2 separate regions of the Gossypium hirsutum genome follow, and region 2 is linked to region 1. A link is a contact called in public Hi-C data. All regions are on one chromosome and are shown on one strand. The core of a region is the stretch at or near the end of the contact, and the rest is flanking DNA. Distances in the headings are between cores, read along the strand shown.

Region 1 (3,699 bases), core at 720-3,219:
CAGGCACGGTACTCTCAGGTTCTAATGTATTATCATCAGCATAAGAACATGATGGAGAAGATGCAGAAGTATGCTTTTCTTTCCGACGCATCTCTGCCTTTGGTGCTGGAGTTCCAACTTTTCTGGATGTAGAACTATCAGTTTGAGTTGATGTAGAAGTTCCAGTGCTAATTTGCATTGTTGCACGAGGAAACTGTGGTGAAGAATTAGAACTTTGGCTCATCAACTTATTCTTAGGAGCTTGACGTGGGGCAGCCATCATCCTAGAAGAAGTCGGTTTGTCATCTTCAGGCACAAAAGATATTTCAACCATGCTCCCCTTATGTTCATTTCCTGGAACACCAGGGTCAACTACAACTGGATTGAACGAACTCTTTACCCTTCCAGCTTCAGAGGCGCCAGGGGAACTAATTGACATTGACAACCATTTCATAGCAGCCATTTCCGATGCTTTAGAAATACAAAGATCCCTTAATGCCTGTTTCAATGACAACGGCTCTGAACCACCAATTCTCGGGGAGTGGGGTATCCCCACAGCAATTGGTTTCTTCAAAGCATTTTTCTTTAAAGAAATCGAGCTAGTACCTCCTTGGTACGAAACACTTAAACCTGTAGGACCTTTGACATTGATAGCCTCAAAAAGCTGGTTAATATCATTTTCTAGAGAATTCTTGCATCCCAGTTTCTGCACAGGTGGCTTCTGATCCTTTTCACCAATGCCCAATCCTATGTGCGGTCGGTATGTCCGTCTAGAACGTTGTACCGGTTTTAGCTCTTCACCTGCTTCAACAATTTCAAAAGAACCAGAATATGAACCCATCTTAACTGTTACACTGGCACTAACTTTTCTCAGCTGTATCTTCAAAGTTTTATTATACCCTCAAAAATTATACTAATTCATGTTTCCGCATAAACCAACTTTAACGATCCAAATGCGTGCAAACTTGTGAGCATGCTTTAAGCAAATCGATTTTAAAGCTCCTATATTCCGAGAACCTAAACACAATCACCAAATGGAAACAGTTAAAACCAGAAGTATCAAAGAAAGGTCATGTCAAAAACTATTATGATATATCAATATATATAAGGGTTATAGATATCAAACCACAAATAAATCACATCAAAATGACTGCCAAAAGATTTTCAAAAATGGAAAATCTTCGATATGCTAGCACCAATCACAATTCACAAGTACCCCAGAGATATCATGATGCTTTAGCATAAAAAGACTGAACTGTGAACCTAATCAAATCAGCTAACTAATGAAAATCACTACTGCTACAATGGCGCTTTCCACGCTTTTAATGTATCATAGCCAATTCATACGCAACACTTGTTAGATTTAAACTTTAAAAAATTAGCAAAGAAAATGATAGCCAAACATAAATTTTAAACTCTACTTTTTCACATATTTTTTCATTATTTTTCTTTCTTTCAGATGTAATAGATCAGAAGTAGAAAATGAAGACAAATCCAAGCTGCAAAGTAAGCTTTGTTCCATTTCTAGCTTTAACAAAAAAGAAGACCACTACGGATCCAGCTACCATATGAAACACAAACACTCTTTTAACTGCCAACCATAGCCCAACCCCCTCCAAAGGAAAAAAGAAAAAAAAAGCAGAAAATCAAGACAAAACCCAGAAACAGGATAGTCCAACATCCTTAAATGTCATTGCATGTATTAAATCCAACCCCAAGAAAAAAAAACAAAGATTCAACCCCCCCCCTCCCCAGCAACAGACAAAAAGCCAAAACTTGAATCCATAGAAAAAGACAGTACCTTAGGAAAGGAGAGAGAAGTGAAAACAATGAGGAACAGGTTCTGGAACTAAAATGTTGACATGAGAAAGTATACAAACAGTTGTTTAGGAATTGGAAACCCTACACCAAAAATGCAAGAACCTAAAGAGAGGCTTTGAGGAGGAAGAAGCAGAAGAGAGAGAAAGAGTAAGAGCACCAAAATAGAGAAATAGAAAACATTAGTTTTATTATTTTACGTTGGGGCTCTGATTATTTTGAAGGATGGAAGTGGGCCCACCATGTATTAAAGTGGGTCTCACGTAGTCGGCAATAGGGAACGGTAGATGTACTCACTGCCTAGGCGATCATACTTCAAAAAGTCATTTAACAAGGGAAATATTTTGTAAAGTTATGCATTTAGTTTTTTATTTTAATTTGATTATTTTTAATTATATTTTTTAAAATTTTAAAATTTTAATTTTGATATAAATAAGAGCACTTTAAAATATTTAGTTAAATTAATTAATATTATTATACCATGCTTATACTTGCATATTTAGTCTATATTTTCTTGAAATTTTAGTATTGTTGCAAATGATAATCATTAATCAGTTACTAAATATGCTCATAAGCCAGGCCAGGCCGGGCCGGGCTCAACTAAAAACTTAGGTCCATTTATTAGGCTCGGGCCTAAAAATGGGCCTAAAATTTTATCCAAGTCCGACCTAGATAAAAATGCTAAAACCCAGGCTCGACCTACTCGTATTAATTTTTTATATAATTTTTAAATACATATAATATATCAAAAATACTAAAAACATCAAAATAAATATTTCCTAACAAATTGAAAATAAATTTTAAAAAATATGTAAACTTAATTGACACTAAGATAAATACAACTTAACAAGTAAATGCCTCTAAAATAATAACAAAATTAGCAAATATCTTTAAAATAATAATAAAATTAACAATAAAATAATTTTTATACAATATCAAACAATAACAACAAAACAGTAACAATATAATAATAAAATGGTAGCAAAATAGGAAGAAAACAATAAGAAAATAACATTAAAAAAAAGAGCAAATTTTTTTTGTCCTTTAGTAAATTCGAGCAGAGCCGAGCTGGGTCGGGCTAAGGCCAAAAATGTCTTACCCGAGGCTTGGCTCATTTTTTAAACGAACCTTATTTTTTTATTCAAACTCATTTTTCGGGCCTAAATTTTTGCCCAAACCTCCCACATTTCGGGCGGGCCTTTGGGCCGGCCCGAGTGGCCCTACCTATGATCAGGTCTATCAGTTATCATAATATTGCACATGTGACAATATATTTATTGTATCAAATTTTAAAAATAATATAACTTAATAATTTTAACAATTATCGTTTGATGAAAATTAAAATTTTAAATTTTAAAAATATATAAAAAATAAAAAGTGGCAATATTAAATTCATAATTTTGGCAAAATAAAAGGATTGAATAGCACAACTTAATCTATTGGTAATATTGAAATATTGAGTGTTTAAGATTGAATATTATTTTTTTAACGTTATGTATAAAATCGATACGATTGTGTTTACACATCTTTTCAAAAAATAAATAAATTTATTTTAAATATGATATTAATAATATATATTTGTTTAAATTTAATATCGTCATATTTAAATTTTAGGGACATTCCTCCAAAGATAACTTTGTTTAAATTGCAAACATATCCATACTTTCTTTTGTACCATTATTGGTTCTTTTAACCAAAAATAGGATCCAATACTAAATTGAACTCATCCCCAATTTATTAGATTTCATATCTAGTTTGAATCCAGGTCAAACAATTTTTGTAAATGTACAATCATGAAATAGGTGTGATAGTAAGTTAATTTTATATGTTTAATATACTTAATTTTGGTAAATTTTTTAATAGATTATTACTAAGTTGGTGATCTCTTGCTTAAATTTTATC
Region 2 (3,699 bases), core at 589-3,088, 530 kb after region 1:
GATCATTTTTTTCTGTTACTGTCTTTCTCGTACCATGACGGGGAGTCCACCACTAAAAGTTGCGGTGAGGCCAGGTGAGAATCGTGGTGTCCGATGTTGTGCTGTCGCTAATTCGATTTGGAAGGTTCGGAGGAGTGAGAGCGCCACGGTTTTGAGCTCCACTAGAGCCATCTCTTTCCCCAAACAAACCCTGAATCCGCCCTGGAAAACTGGGTACTTAAATGGGTTCTCGGGTGCGAACACCCCGCCCTCTTTCACCCACCTTTCGGGCTTGAATTCCAAGCAGTCTTCACCCCATATTTCTTCCATCCGTCCCATGGCGTAAGGATGGTACGTAACCCTGGTTCCTCTCTTTAACAACGACCCATCCGGTAATACGTCGTCGGCTTGGCAGAACTTGGAATCGAATTGAATTGGAGGGTACAGTCTCATGCTCTCATACACTGTTGCTTGTAGATAGTGGAGGTCTTCCATTTGTTCCAAGCTTGTAAGCTCCTGGTTTTCTCCAATCACTTGATTTGCCTCTTGTCTAATCGCTGAAACCACGTTTGGATGCTTTGCGAGTAGCCAAAACAAGCTAGTTAAACCTGATGCAACCGTGTCACGGCCTGCCAATAAAAAGCTTATAACAATGTCTCTCAAGTATGTTTCGTCGTTTGTGGTAGATATGAAACGGGAGAGAAGATCGTTGCTGGTTGAAAACCCCATCTTCCGCCTTTGCCTTATGACTTCTTTGGCTAAAATATCCACAATCTTGATAGCCTTTTTTAATTCCTTTTCGCTGCCTAAATTCAACATCCTTTTCATCTTCCATACCAGCGGGGAAGCAGTCATGGCTCTCTCGGCTGACAACTTTGAGGCTAAATCAAAGGCCGTAGCGAATTCAGACATGGGCAGGGAAAACTGTAGGCATCTAGGGTCGACCCCGAAGGAGAAGCGGCATATACTGTCGAACGAAAACCTTCGAAACACGTCTTGTAAATCCAAGACACGGCGTTCTTTCCCGGTTGCAATGGATGATAACAGCGGTATAAGCCTGTCTTTGATCTCCAAGTTGATAACATCGAATGCGTAGCATCGTATCGAGAGCTTGCCCAGCTCCAAGCTTGCCATCTTCTTTTGAAACCTCCAGGAGTCACCGTCTACGTTGAATATGCCACGGCCGAGGAAGTCACCCAAGATCATGGAGAAAGGTTTCCCTTTTGGGAAATTGTCGAATCTGGTTTTGAGTATGTATTCGACGTTGGCGGGATTGGCTGTTATGGTGTTGCCAAGGACATGGATGTGGATGGTTTTGCCTGGCGAATATTTGAGCAAGTGAGTGTACCAATCACAGAGATTGTCGAATTGTTTGGACCAACTCATAGTGAGATAAGCAGCGCATATCTCACAGTTGCACCACAGCTTTGGTCTAACAACACAAAACAGGAGACAAAAAAGTGAAATCAAGAGGGTGAAAGTGACGAGAAAGAAGCAAAAAGAAGCATGGAGAAGTTGAAAGAAAGGTTGAAGATCCATGGGAGATGATGAATACAAAAGAAGAAATTAGGGGAGAAGGGACAAGGAGACAAGGGGGGAGCGGTATTGAGATTCTGAAAATTTTATGTTAAACAGATTGTCTTCTCAATGTACGAAGACAAGAAATAACAATATATATATTCTTAAACATATGAAATTGAAAGGGAAAAAATAATGAAAAACCCCTTGTGGCCTAAAGAACGATGTCAGTAGGCAGTGGCATCTGTGACTGGCAGTAGTGTAATTTGTAAACAATCAACCCACGTGCTTTTATTCTTATTGTAATATTAAACTATTGATTAATAAAAAATCAGAAATAATTTATAAAGAAATACCAGATTCCAGAGAATATTTAGTAATGGTATCTTTGTTACTATAGTTTTCCTTTTCTGAAACTTGCTACTGTAGTTTATCTATACTTATAAATTTATAGAAGTAATTGAAAATTGAGAGAATACGATTACGCGGCCAAAAGAAACGTACAAAATGGTTTAACCCATTTAGGCATTAATTCCTTTAAATAAATCATGCCTACTATTTTTTAAAAAAGAAATGCGAATTCTGAAATAAGTTAATTTGCACTCTGATAATTCAATATCTTAATTGATGTTCACACCAAGCTTAGTACAAGGCAATTAAAGGAAGCTATAAGAGAATGAGGCAAGGAAGCAATAAGAGAATAAGGTAAGGAGAGAGATAGATGTCCAAATTTTTTTAACACACTCTAAGAAACAATCCTACTTTGCGGAGTTTTATTTAGTGAGTTCTTTTCTCAATAATTGATTGGAAACTTCCTGACTAAAACTCAATCTATTATTACACAAAAATCAATTGTAATTTCAATAGATATTCTTGACTTGTTACAATCACTAACCCAAATAATCTTACCTACAATAGATTTCAATTCTCCAATAAGTCCTATAAAAAAAGTGCAAGATAAAACACAAACTACCAGCAATTACACAAGTAAATAGAGCAAAAATCACTTAACTAAATATGCATCGACACAAGCAAATGTGTTGCCTATTTGTAAGCAAAATATGACGGTCTTCCGAAGTAACTCTTATTAGAAAAAATAACCATTTGAATTGAAGTATTATTTAAGATAAAACCTTGCATTTTTTAATTTAAAATGGTCTTCAATTCCAAGTAAAACAGGTAGCTGTCCCCAAGTAAAAGAAACAAATAGATAAGGATAAGGCTTTGAAATGGGATTTATGATCCTTCCTCCTCCACCACCCCTCCCAAATTCGATTAGCAACATAAAGGATAGATTAAAACATGGCTTGAGGTTCGTTTGCTGAATGTGGAACACATCATGAAGATTAAAGTAAAAAATTGTCAACCATGAACTACACATGAGTTATCCAGCACAGGTGCCCAAACTGTTGTCCAAATAAATTTTCGAACAATACATGAAACAAGGTGTTCCAACGGATAGTCCAAAAAAGTGTTCGAACAACAAATGTAACTTTAGAGTTTTTGATAGTTAGGAGTCAACCCACTCATTAAATAATAAATAATTATTTTCCTTGAGATATATGACTACTAGTTTATATATTTTTGCAATTCAGGGGTTAATTGCATGTATAGATTAAGAAATGATTGAAAATTTTATAATAAATATTAAAAGAAAAGTTTATAAATACAATTACGAAGGCATTTGTAAGTAGTAGTAGCAAAATAGTAGTTTAAGGTTAAAAAAAACAAAATAATAGTTTAAATCATATATGTAATAATTGTTATAATGATTTGTTACTTTTATATAATTTCATATATGTTATGGAATAAAGAGAAATAAAAAGAGTAAAGAATAAAAAATAAAGAAAAAATGAGAGAAAACAAAAATGCATTTTATAGAGATATTTTTAATACTTTTTTAAATTATATATTTATAGACATAAAAAGTATACATGGTAAAAAAATTTAGTATACATAAACATTAATTTCATTATGTATATCAAACTTATCTTGATTTTGATGAACATCCACTTTATAATAAAATATTTATAACACTTCCTCGTGGATGTTCGTTGGTAGATAATGTGTTTCATTTAAAACTTTACTAAGATAAAAATCCTGAGGGAAAAAAATTTCTTAGTGTTTATAATACGCATAACATACCGCCTCATTAAAAACATTACCAGGAAAACTAGTGGGTGTAAACTCAAAATTATATAA

Evidence for each region. A called contact is a pair of places that touch in the nucleus more often than the background predicts.
Region 2: a contact with region 1 is called in a Hi-C map of leaf, with 1.9 times the contacts expected there. The contact joins the promoter of LOC107948465 here to the promoter of LOC107948251 in region 1. A contact is called at or near these places in 2 of 34 Hi-C or Micro-C datasets (leaf and seedling).

What each region holds. Positions count from the first base shown.
Region 1 is chrA04:48,964,027-48,967,725 of Gossypium_hirsutum_v2.1, forward strand. LOC107948251 (serine/threonine-protein kinase D6PKL1) reads right to left here and starts at 1,970. Exons shown (of 3, transcript XM_016882736.2): 1 at 1,781-1,970; 2 at 1-996. The coding sequence starts at 820.
Region 2 is chrA04:49,493,023-49,496,721 of Gossypium_hirsutum_v2.1, forward strand. It overlaps LOC107948465 (cytochrome P450 94C1), which reads right to left and starts at 1,839. Exons shown (of 1, transcript XM_016883023.2): 1 at 1-1,839. The coding sequence starts at 1,518. The coding sequence ends at 16.